2 separate regions of the Arachis hypogaea genome follow, and region 2 is linked to region 1. Evidence: chromatin contacts called from public Hi-C data. All regions are on one chromosome and are shown on one strand. The core of a region is the stretch at or near the end of the contact, and the rest is flanking DNA. Distances in the headings are between cores, read along the strand shown.

Region 1 (6,795 bases), core at 1,356-3,855:
GCCTCCATCACAGCCGATTTGTGCCTTTTTCATGTCGCTGGATGTTCACTTTCTCTGTGAACGTGGATGGTTATTCTTGGGTGCTTAGGTGTAGACGATGATTGCTGGTTATGATTTATACATGTTCACATTGGATGTTCGTTTTTGTATGATTTTGGATGTTCACTTTCTCAGTCTTCGTGGATGTTTATTTTTCGAGTAATGCAATAAGACCCAAGTAGCAGTGCTGGAATGATGTGAGCGCGGAGTTCGGGGCTGCAACTCACGTCGACGACGCTGACAGTTGCAGGTCACGGATGTTCGGCTGCGTGAGGAGTGACGGTGGTTCTTCCGGCGAGGGCGTTGGCGCAAGGAGGCGGAGCGCGACAGTTCCAGTCGGCAGGAACGGAAGCTACACGTCACGCAGAAACAGTGGCGGAACTTGAAATAAAATTTTGGGGGGCAGATAGAAAATAATTGTTAAAATATTTTTGATATGGACCATTTAAGATAAGCTCGTCTAATCTCATTTTCTGGTTTGGGTGATATTGTCAAATTTAAAGCTATTTTTCAAGATCTCGTTCCAAAAAGTTAATGTTAAAGTCATCAGATGAAACTTTTTGAACATTTGAAGGTTATATCTCACTTTCTTTATGATTCATTAAAGTAGAAGAACTATATACAGGTGTTGATATTGTAAAAGTTATATGTTTTCCTTCTTAAATATTAGCTTTCCTCTTAAAAAATGTATCAATTCTTTGATTTTTCATTATTATTTTATATAAAAATTTGAATATATATCCTGTAAAATATGTAAAGAAAAAGTTAGAAGAACAAATATTAAAATTTATAATATTTATTGAATTTTTTTATCAATTTATACAAATACAATAATATTAATACTTATTGAATATTCTATTATTTTTTATCATATAAAAAATTAAATTAAATAAATAGTAAAATATAAAATAATATTAAATTAAATAAATAAAAAATATCTAATTTTTATATTTGAACTTAAAGATAGAGGGAGTGTTGTTTATTGAACTTATTAGATACTTTAAGTCATAGTAAAATATTTTTGAACTATTTTTTATCTTTTGAAAAAGTACTACTAAGTTTTTTATAAAAAGTTTGGGGGGGCCATGGCCCCCTTGTCTGAACTAAGCTCTGCCACTGCGCAGAAACAGAGCGGTAGAACGCAAGTTGCTGCGCACACGGCAGAGCGGCGAAGAAAGGGGTTTTTCTGCGGAATAAACAATGGGGTTTTTTGGAGGGTAGGTAATGGTGGGTGATGAGGGTTAATGTGAAAAAATTGAAATAAATTGGGGGTAGAAATCACAAAAAGCAACTAAAAATTAGGAATAATAATGTTTAATTTACATTATTAATATATATTAGACTAAATAAACAGTCCATTGTACATATTGTATACATACTTCATTGTCGGAAATGGATCCTCTCCATTTTTTTTGTCACTGGAGAGAATACAGTGTAATCTCCCATCTTCAATTCTTCAAGTGGGACCAAAAATAAATGAGAGAGAGAATGGAATGAAAGGTGAGATCTTTCACTGTCCAGTTTTTTTTTTCACTGGAGAGGATCCACTCCCCTTCGTTGTCTCCTTAGTGGGACTCATTTAATTGTTTTTGTAACAATAATAATCCTATATATAGATAATGAAAAGACTAAGGAATGATCACTGGACTTTGCACTCATTGAAATGAAAAGTTTACACGTTTATATAATTGTGCTACATATGTAGGATCATTTCTTTAATTTCTCATTCAAGAATTAGTGGCATTGAAAGAGATATGGTTTTCAATGTTTTATAATTAATAAGCCGGAGAAAACAGGGCAGTGGTGGCACCAAATAAGACTAAAGCTTTATTGCATTGGCAGTTTGGCACACAACACAAAACAAGTAAACATCAAGAGTGGGATTAGGTGCACTATAATGCAAAGAAACCTTTTGAGTCCCGCTCCTATATTGAATACCTTATCTATCTACTAATAATGTGAAAGTGACAGAGTGAGATTAAGAAATCCTTACAAAAATATAAACGTTAAAAACCTTGATTTAAGCTCTATCACTTCAACAAATGGATTTAATCGAATGGGATCATAATAATAATTAGAGTGCACACGCTAAGGTAGAGTTGATACTTGATAGATTCTTGTTCAATTCAGCTGTCACCCACAAGCAGTCAATGGCATGTCATTCATGTGGGTCAAGGGAAGCCTTATTCTCTGCCATAGATTGTTGTATTTTGTGAATTACATTCATGAATTCTTATCCAAAATTTATGAGCGGCATATCAGTATTTATTATCAAAAGACCCAACGTTATTTAAAATTTCACTTAATAAATAAAGGGAAAATAATTCATAGAAATACCTATTTGAAATTTCGAAACAGATCTCGCATTTTAATATTATAACTCTATTTTTGATATTTGAATTAGGTTGTGTCCAAAAACCACTTTTAGGTGTGTAAATGTGAAATGACATAGGATGCCTGGAGGGTGAGTAACTTCAAACAATAGAGACTGTATATGGAGATTCAATTTGTTGTACAAGTAGTACCTTATACATTATATAAATGATATGATTCATCAAGAGTACTAGAGTAGATCGAGTAGTCTGTATACAACATGTGGCTAGCTAGTGCCATATAATTGACCCATGAGGGAAAGTCAACTAGACAATCTTTGTTGCAAGTGAGTAAGTATTACAATTATTTGGATCTGATCCAACAAATTGACTGCACATTCAACCCGAAACAGAAGACATCCCTTTTTTTTATGTTCATACATACGTTTGTTACTGACTAGAGAATTCATACATTTAGTCACCTTTTTCTTTACATTTTTCTTTTTTTGGTAAACGAAAGGATTTTTTTTTTATTTTCGGATGAAAATATCTCTTGCTTCATTAAACAAAGATCATGATACGAAGAGAAAATAAGTGCAACTATACGACAATAATGCATGTCAAATTCCAGATAATAACAAACCAAGCATACCTCTAATTAACCGTAGAATATTATCTGTAGCCCCCTGATCCGCTGCAACCAAATTCAGGTTTAGAATTTTCAATTTTTCACTTTCATACTACTCAAGCATCTACCATTGCCCATTACTTCCTATTATTTAACTACAACCCAACCAAAGTTGCTAATTACATATATACCCAACGGATGTGGCAGTCTAGAAATCCATAGATGCCCCATCCCTTCTTTTTTCTTCGACAGGCTTTTTTTTTTGTTTTTGGTCATGAACAGGCTTTTTAATATATACCCAGAAATAGTAAGCATGACCCAACCCATAAAACAAACCAAGCTTGGTGTCATTGCTAGTTAGTTTGCTACAGCATCAGCCACCTCATATATTGGAGGGTATTTCAGTAAATAAAGCTTCATCAATTATATGACATATATATAATCTCGCTTAGAAACAAAAACCAACTAGAAGAAGAAGATGATGGAAACACTTCCTTCAGTACCAGGATCTCCTTTGTTGAACACACAAGTACTTAGGAGGTACAAATCGCCATGCACTTTTGTGGTTCCTAACTACTCTCTTAGATTCACTCGGATATGCTGCAAGAAGCTATCAGAAAATGGCATTGATGAGAAGCACAAACCCTCCACCAGCAATACCACTGCCTCTAAATCCAAGGACAGAATGGAAGATTACAATATTGCTATGAAGAGAATGATGAGGAATCCTTATGAGTATCACCACGATCTGGGTTAGTTTCCTCTTTTTTTCCCTATTTGTTAGTTATGAATGCCAACTGTTTGATATAATGATGGGTTTCCTTTGTTAATTACTTGCATTTTGTATAAGGTGCTAGAAGGAACAGTTACTGCTGTATTAATTTGTGTCTATTATATAAAATGCATAGCATCAGTAATATGATTGCTGCTGCTGATGCAATCTGTGATTGAATTATTTCAGGTATGAATTACACACTTATAACTGACAATCTCATTGTGGGATCCCAACCACAGAAACCGGAAGACATCGATCACCTCAAGAAGGAAGAGGGTGTGACATACATTCTGAACTTGCAGCAGGATAAGGATGTAGAATATTGGGGAATAGACTTGAAGTCGATAACAAGGAGGTGTCATGAACTCGATGTTCGACATATGAGGAGGCCGGTAAGTAAGAAAGCTACAAGCCTGCATTTCAGTCAATTTTGTTGAGAAAACAATACCCGCTCTGAATTTTATGAAAGTATATACAACAATACCAACTTATCTTGCTTAATGGCATTGTCATGAGATAGAGATTTTAATTTTTCCTAACTGGTTAATACAATGTATGGCTAACTCAAGGATCCCTATACTTTTGGTGCAATTGACATGGCGCTTTAAATGTGTTAGAAAACCTTTTTCTGAAAGAGTTGTGAGTTTGTTAAATGCTTTGCTTGCTTTTTTGAGATTGGATTATAATTCACAGCTTGATATATTTTATAAATCTATTTTATTAGGCAATTGACTTTGATCCAAACTCCTTGCGAAATGTTCTACCTAAAGCAGTCTCATCATTGGAATGGGCAATCTCAGAGGGAAAAGGAAGAGTTTATGTGCATTGTACTGCTGGACTTGGGAGAGCACCAGGGGTGGCAATAGCTTATCTGTTCTGGTTCTATGACATGAATGTGAGTTCTAAACTTCCACCTATCTTTGATTCAAGAAATGATTATCAAATTTGATATTTTTAAGTGTAATGTTATGGTTGCACTAATTTTCTTGCTAGATATGAGGTTTAGCTCATGTTATGGAAAAACGGTATTTTTAATCTGTATGACAGATTAGTTCACAGTTTCTTAAGAAATCTTAGTTATCAAGAAAAGAATGTGTTATCTTTCTTGTGACAGCTAAATACCGCATATGAGTTGTTAACTTCAAAGAGACCATGTGGACCTAATAAAAGAGCAATACGAGGAGCTACCAATGATTTGGCCAAGAATGATCCATGGAAGGAGCCATTTGAGTCTCTTCCAGATCATGCATTTGAAGATATAGCAGACTGGGAGAGGAAATTGATTCAAGATCGCGTTCGCTCCCTTCGTGGAACTTGAAAACTTAAGTGTTCCTGTTATGAAAATTGGTTCCATGTGTTTGCATTCTGGATCAAAACATCACCTATTGGATTCATGTGCCAACTGTTATGAACTCATGTAAAAAACATATGATGTATGATCTAACGATGCAATGCTATATTTGTGATAGCTCAGTGTATATGATGCAGCCTGGAGTAGTATATCTAGGTTATAGCTTGTGCATATTAAAACTAGCTGCATTCTGCTATTAAGTTAATAACAAGTAGTTCAGGTCAGTTATGATAGAAGTTAGCACTGATTCTAGCTAGCTAGTTTCAGTGTATAGACTCAGACAAGATGAATAAAGATTTCAGATTCGCTCACTAGCACTTAGATTTGCTCTCTATTTTCTTTCTGTGTCATGATTGAGAGGTTTCTATTTAACAAGATTCATGCATATCCTGGAAACTTGCAGGGTTGGTTCAAGATGCAATCACGTCATGATGATGCTCGAAACTGGGAATACATCCAACTTCCAAGCACATTCATAGGCATATATAACTTGTATAGTATGGAATGAAAAATAAATCAATTTTGTAAATAATGTATTAGACTTCATCATAATATATGAGAATCCAGAATGGTTTGTTGATCTAATAGCCAATCCTGTCAGCAACTCTATTTGGAAAGTGCACAGACCGTGGAAATTTCCAGAGGCCGTGCAACCTCAAGCAGCTTTCAGAACAAACTTAAACCAAAACCCAACCCTTGCACACAATAAAATAACATCAAACTACACAAAATTCATACCACAATATCTACTAATGACTTGCCAACACTATTACTCTCAATTGAGTTCCATAAAAAAAATGAAAACAATTTATATAGTATGAAATTTGAAAACTTGGTCTATTTCCAACAATACCGCCTTAAGAAGAAGAAAGAAGAGGATAAGGAGAGGAAAATGAAAAACTTTGTTGTAGATTCACGACACCAAAAATTGAGAATTAAGTACGGTGAGGAGTGAGTATTATAATTTTTAGAGAAGAGAATGACATCTATCTTTCTTCAATTTTTTTCAAGGCACAAAATCGATTCTCCCCCCCCTCCTTCCCCCAAGCGTACGTTGTACATGGTCTTCTCTCTACATATTGTGTTTCTGTACATTGTAGTTGACGATTGTAAAAGACCTAACTCATCAGTTTATATTTACGGAAAATACAAGAGACTCAGTAGAATTTATTGTTTTTTTATCAGTAATTAGTCAACAATATTTAAAAGTGATATGTATTTTAAATGTTCGTAATATGAAAAGTTCAAATATTATTTAAAAGTTATTAGTTTATGTTTGTAGAATGTTTATTTTAGTTTGATGTATTTTAATTTTGTTTATTTAGTTAATAAGTTAGATTTTATGTTTATGGACTTAGGATTTTGTTTATTTTAACCTAATAAGAGATTATAAATACCTCCTAAATTATTGTAGTTGTCATTTAGTGATTAAAGATGTAAAAAACTCTCATTTTAGATTTCGTGATGAGACCATAATGTAAACAAATGAGATAAATAAGAAAAAAGATTCAAACTAAATAAAAATATTCACTGAAATTGAAAGGATATATTGAAATTTAAAGAAGTTTTAGAATTGTGAATTTTGAACGAGAGGGAGAAGAACACCAAAGAAAGAAAGAGAAGTAAGAGAAGAGAAAAATAGAGGGTAGAAGCTAAAAATTGAAAGAATAAATAATGAATACACCAACTC
Region 2 (6,795 bases), core at 2,925-5,424, 510 kb before region 1:
CTGCTGTGGGTCTAGGCCAATTGTGGCCCGGATATATAAAATCCATTAAAAAAGAGAATGGGTGTGTGTAAGGATACTTGACCCCAAAAAAAAAAAAAACTTCAAATATTCATCACCAAAGAAAACCTTCAAATATTAATGTAGTTATTTTATAAAAATATTTAGTTTAATGCCTACATGTTTATGGGTTAGGCAAAATTGGATTTGTCTTTACTCATATCCGACCTTAAATATTAATCCAATTTATTTTTGAGATTCTTATCCAACTTTATACCCAACAAAATTTTATTACTTTCAGATTATAATAAAACCATGCACGAACATTGACACAGCACAGGACACAACACGAGACACGCAGACACACCAATTTAAAATTTTTATAAGATACAGAGATACGACATATATATAAAATATACAGTATTTTTTAAATAAGTTGTGATGATATTTTAGCATATTCATATTAAATATAAATTATTTCTAATTCATCAATATCTAAGATAAAATCTATATACCAAAAAGTAAAATATTTTTGTTAGAACTAGACTTAACAAATCAAGTGTAAACTCAATTAATTAAAAGCAAACAAGTTTATTTTACTAAGAACCAAATTTACCAAGAAAATCGAATTAATAAAATTAGAAGTTTATGACAAACACAGTAGAAAATGCTACAATAACTCAATAAGTACTCAAATTAAATTTATACAGTAATGAAAAAGGTTTAACCGGGGAGAACAAGATGACTCGAGCTTTGATTTCGTGTTTAACCAAGTCCAAATGAAATCGGACCAAATTTGGCTCAAATCTATTGGATTGGCCAGGTCTTTGGAGTGGACCAGTCTATAGACACCTCTAATTAACTGTTACTAATTAACTTTTTTTTCCTTCGTATCGGTGATACTTTTCAATTGAATCGACTACATGACATGTATATTTTAGGTTAGAGAAAAAAAGAATGGAGAGATGATATTGTATAGATCTAAACATGTATTTGTGTAGCCCTTGAGGGCCAAGTTAGAAATACATTATGATGAGTTATTAAATAACTAACGACACATGAATAACTAATATTGATTAAAAAGGAAAAGCACATTTCTCATAAGGGACTCTCTAATTCTAAGGTATTCTCTTTCTTGTAAGTGTATCCACTTGATGCCCAAAGAAAGGCCCCAAAATTAAGCAGAGATATGACAAAAAGAAAGGCATAATAATAATCTAGGTGAGAATCATTAAGGTTGTTCCCTATCCATCTCTTACCACTGACTTTCCCAGTAACGTTATCCGTCATAGTCACCAAAAACGTGCAAAAAAAGCTCCCAGCAGCAACAGAGCTTGTGAAAAACGTTGTTCCAAGACCCTTCATTTCTTCAGGGGATTGATCATAGAAGAATTCCAACAAACCACTCATAAGAAATGTGTCTGCTATGCCAAGTAAAATATACTGTGGCAACAACCAGAATATGCTCATAGGAACTATCTTTTCATGGCCACTTATATGTTGCTGTGCTATCACATTCATTCTTTGAATCTCTACGGCGCAGCACACAGCCATTGCTACCGCCTGCACAGCGATTCCTGCGCCCAGCCTCTGTAGCAACGTGATTCCTCTCATGTTTCCGGTTCTCCGGCGCATGAACGGTACGAAGTAAGTGTCGTAGATTGGGAGGGAAATGAGCATTGTGACAACTAGGAAGCTCCAGAGGGAGGCGGCCGGAATGCGAAAACTCTGGCCAAGGCTTCTGTCCAATGTTGTACCTTGTTTGACAAAAATGGTCATCTCTACTGCAAGGAAATTGCTTGGAATTAGCATTAGTAGCCATATTTCAAGCATTCCTAGAACAAGCTTTGTTCCTTCTACTTGAGTCACTGTGCATGCTGCATTTTTGCTCTCTTTTATTGCTGCCTTGTCTAAGAACCTGTAACAATTCAATACTTTTTAGCTGTGCCATTTTAGGACTACACTTCATAATTCATCCCTCAATCTAATTTTCCATCTTATAATTACTTATCCAGTAAAACATTAAAAGTTTAACTATTTTGTTACTACTTTTAATATTTTTACTATTTAAAAGTTTGTAGTTCAATATAGATAAAAAAATTTAAATAGGTCTTTCAGTCTTTGTTAACAAGATATGAAATATTTTTAAAATATCCGTTTTTTTTAATGTAAGTTAGAATATTTTAAAAGTAAATATTCTAAAAAATTGTATTTTTTTCTAAAAAGTAATTGAAAATTTTTATTTAGTATAAAAAAATGTTAAACTGTACGAAGTAATTAATTTAAGATTTAGTGAAACTCCACCTTGCATCAAATTAATTAAACCAAAATTAAATTAAGAAGATCTATACCAGCTTATTACCTAACCTGAAACGGGGAGTGTGATGGATTTGCCTCGTTCCACTATTTACATAATGTTGCAAGTCAAATTCATGGAGCTCTGAAGGAGAAGTAGGAAGCTGAAGGTTTCTATTTGTGAAGGCAAGAAGAATGACCCTAATGAAATCCTTTTCATGGCAAGTCTTGGCATTTCTAGATTTGTGCCTATATAATGGGGTGCCCAGAAAGAAAACAATAACCGAAAATAGAAATCCAATAGCACACAAGGCATAACCACATTCCCATCTAACCTTCTCTTGAATGTAGACAACAGCCAAAGTAGCAACTAAAGCACCACATGATGTGTGGAAAGTCCACCAATTGAAGAATGAACCTTTGAGCTGCTTCTCTTTTGAGTTGAAATCATCAAATTGATCAGCACCAAAAGTTGACATGTTTGGCTTCAATGCACCACTTCCAATTGCTATAGTGTATAGTGATAGATTGAAGAGTGATAGTTGTAAGTTGCTTGCATTGCTGTTCCACTTTGGTCTCAAGCTTTTCAGCCAAGTAGTCAGGACTAGAAGCACAACTCCCTGTGTGTGTCATAGTGAAGTAGTCTCTCATATTAAAAATTTATCCATCACAGTAGTAATAAATTAATAGTAATATCTCAAATCGATTTTAAAAAAATATTTAGTTGGATAATTTAATCTTTATAAAATTTTGATAATCGAATCAATTTTTAAATTATTTTGTCAGAGATCAATTTTCAAATCAAATTTTGATAAAAAGTTAGATAAATCAGTTTCTATTGTTATTTAATAAAGACAAATTTTTAAAAATTGTAAAAATTTTCGGATCAATTATTTTATATAGACAGATAATCTCATGTGAGGACTAATTTATCTAACAAAATTAAAATTTGTGTGAATTAAATTAGTAATTAAAATTCGTTGAGAACTAAAATATCGGACTAATAATTTTATAACAAATGATTTGGGGTATTAGTGTATTAATTATGAATTAAAACTTACTATGGTATATATGAGGAGTGAAAGAGTGACCGTCCAAAAGCGCCCCATGTAATGAGAATCAGCTATGTAGGCACCAAGAATTGGGGTTATCCATGCTACTCCTGACCAGTTATTCACATCGCTTATTGAAGATACCAAGTCTTTGTGGAGTTGGCTTGTCATATAATTCACCAAATTAGCAGCTACTCCAAAGTAGGCAAATCTTTCCAATGCTTGGTATGCTACCATTAATACATACATACATACTCTCGTCATATATTAATTCGAGTCATCATAGTAATTCTGTATTCTATATAACCCTAAAGTTTTATATATATAAACCTATATGTGAAAGCAAGCAACTAACTTCTAACTATCTAATATCAATATCATCATGAGTTGCTAATTTTTTAATCATAACTTAAAAATATCTGAGAGAAAATTATATACCAAGAATATATCTGCAAGCTTTCCATTGCCCAGTTGTAGAAGAGAGCACTCGTTTTCCTCTAAGATCAACCGTGCCATCCTGAGTGTAACTATTTTTGTCCTCCATGTCACAGAAAATTTTGTTGTGATGGAAGCAATAATTAAGATTCATTGATGGAAGAAGGAAGATGAATCTATCAATCTATCTATACATTTATTTATGTGGTATATATCATTCTTTGGTTGAAGAAATAGGCAAATTTCATGATTATTTTATTCTTTGAATGGATTCTATGCGCCCTTTCATGTGTAATGAAGCAATATGATTTGGTCCTTACGAGTTATTGAAAAGAAAATTATGAAATACGAAAACGAATTGAAAGATCAGAAGAGGATGGCCTATAATTCGCTATATGCAATTTGTGCGATTCTCTATTATATATAATATAATGTTAGTGTATGCTAAATTAGGTATTAGTATAAAATATATATTAAGATATAAAATATATATTAAAAATGAGTTAAATAATATATATATTTATATAGATTGATTTTGATAATTGATTTTAATGAATAAATAATATTTTTATAATGTAATTGCTATATCTTTTCCATGACATTTGAACTTTGACCCTTCTATAAAGTCTAAAAAATGTAATAAAGAAATTATTGTTGGATCAATAACTCAATAACTTGTTTGGAATTAACAACTTTTTATTCTAGGTAAGACTTGCTAAATGATCCAATAATACTTAACACCTTAAATACTTTGAATGCTATTTTTTCTTATTTGGGTATATAATTAATAAGGTATTGAATATTCAAAATCGTTCTGTTTTGCAATTGATTTGCTATTTTGTAATAAAGAGTTTAAAATATCAGTTTCTTCTTTCTTTCTTTTTTTTTTTTAAATCAATACAAGTCTTATTAATTATATACGTGTCAAGTGTCAACTACTCTTCTGCATGTGTAAGAATTTTATATCGGATTTGTTTTAATAAATAAAATAAATATAATATTTAGAGTTAAGTACGATTTTGGTTTTTAAGATATAAGTCGAAAATTTTTTTTATCCCTAACCTTTTTTTCATACAAAATCATCCATAAAATTTAACTTAGTTTTAAAATCGTCTTTTATACCTAAATTTTAAATTTTATTACCAAATTATCCATAGCTAAATAAATTATAAAATAAAAAAATAAAAAGAGAAAAAAAACGGACAAGAGGGAGAATGGTGGGGGGAGGGAAGGAGAAGGAGGGGGATGGGGGAGGGAATCGACGTCATTCTTCTTTTCCTTTTCCCACCACAGCTCCAATGCTCCACCCCACATCTCCTTGCCCTCCTCCCTCTTCTCCCCTTTGCGCTAGCTCCGTCGTGGTGAGCTCTCTGTCCCCTTCTCCGCGAACCAAAATCCCCCGATCCTTAGCGCCGCCGTCGACACCTAGGCCATCGCGACATCTCCCTCCTTCGTCCCTTCCCAATCTAATCGTTCACCCTTGCTCGCCCTCAATTATTCTCTCAATAAACAGAGATCACCGAAGCTGACCTCTTTTCTCCAACAAGCTACCCGCGACATCACCATCTTCATCAGCTTCTCTCTCGCTGAACTAGAAACTGGACAGCCCCTGTTCTCCCTCCACCAGCAATGGCCAACACTGCCACTACAACTCCACTTATTCTTCTTCTGTTTCTTTTATTAATTACATTGTTAGATTTGTTGATTTGTTGATTTTTTTAATCACATTATTGTTGTTGACTCTGATTCTATTCTGATTGATTCTATTGTTCTTCTACTTCTATTTCTTCCTGATTCCATTCTTTTGTTTCTGGTTGGAATTCCTGATTCCATTCTTTTGTTTCTGTTTCTTCTTGTATTTTGCTGGTTGAAATTCTGTTTTTAATTTTTTAATATTTGTTAGTTGAAATTTTGTTGCTGTTGTTGAAATTCTGTTGCTGCCTTTGAAATTTTAGTTAAAATTTTGTTAAAATTTTAGTTGAAGAAGAAAAAGAAAAACAGATGTTGCTGTGATGGAAAAGAAGAAAAAGAAGAATAGAAATAGAGTATTTTGATGAAGAAGAAAAATGGTATTTTGGTTCCGAACGACGATTTTAAGACCAAGTTAAACCTTAAGGACGATTTTGTATACCAAAAAAGGTTGGGAAAGAAAAAAAATTTTCGGCCTATATCTTAGGGACCAAAATCGTACTTAACCCTAACATTTACGTATATAGTCACATTCCAAGAAAATTAAGCTTTTTTAATCTAAATTACTTATTTTGTTTGCAGTGAGAACGATATAATTATGAACATATTTCATTCTAACTACAAATGAGATATACTGAAAAATTTTAAGAGATATATTGTGTGAAAATAAGATAAATAACAAAGTTCAAAATACACGTATTTTATTGGTACTGAAACAAGATAAATATATAATTATCTCATCGTCATTGCATATAAAATATATGTCTAACTATTTTGTGATATATGCTCACATGACAAAATTGTATGTCTATATAAGTGACTCATTAAAGCTTGAATCAATACAAATCTTGAATCTTAGTTATTTTCATCTGATATTACTTTAACATGTATGGTGGTTAGTAGGAAAAGTTTAGAGGGCTATCAACTTTATTAAATTCTGGCCAGCATATAATCAACAAAAGAAAAATGAGTAATCCCACACTATTGGATGAAATCTCACACCATTAAAAACATTATCGATGGCTACTTGATGGCTACAAATCACAAAAGTTACTGCCCCCTAGCACTCCTTGTGGTTAGTATATTGTTGTAAGCGTTTATCCCAAGACATCTATGAAAGATACTGACGAAGGGATTTTATACAAATACCCCGAGTTGGTGTTGCATTGGACTCTTTGTGTTAATACATTTGAGGTGTTGAAGAACCTAATATTGACAAAGATGGGATACCTCAGTCTGAACGAGATTAGGAGAATTGGGTACAAATTCTTTATAGTAGTGTCCAACTGAGAATTCAGATTTAATATTTTTTAGATTGAAGGCGATG

What was found. Hi-C and Micro-C count contacts between places; a contact is called where the count stands out from the background.
Region 2: a Hi-C map of an unstated tissue shows a contact between it and region 1, with 4 times the contacts expected there. The contact joins the promoter of LOC112782235 here to the promoter of LOC112784673 in region 1. A contact is called at or near these places in 2 of 8 Hi-C or Micro-C datasets (leaf and an unstated tissue).

The regions. Positions count from the first base shown.
Region 1 is chr20:105,186,471-105,193,265 of arahy.Tifrunner.gnm2.J5K5, reverse strand. It overlaps LOC112784673 (phosphoglucan phosphatase LSF2, chloroplastic), which reads left to right and starts at 2,605. Exons shown (of 4, transcript XM_025827964.2): 1 at 2,605-3,731; 2 at 3,941-4,146; 3 at 4,479-4,649; 4 at 5,509-5,690. The coding sequence starts at 3,458. The coding sequence ends at 5,613.
Region 2 is chr20:105,693,089-105,699,883 of arahy.Tifrunner.gnm2.J5K5, reverse strand. LOC112782235 (protein NRT1/ PTR FAMILY 5.1-like) reads right to left here and starts at 4,174. Exons shown (of 4, transcript XM_025824583.3): 1 at 3,783-4,174; 2 at 3,354-3,574; 3 at 2,365-2,912; 4 at 969-1,915. The coding sequence starts at 3,933. The coding sequence ends at 1,096.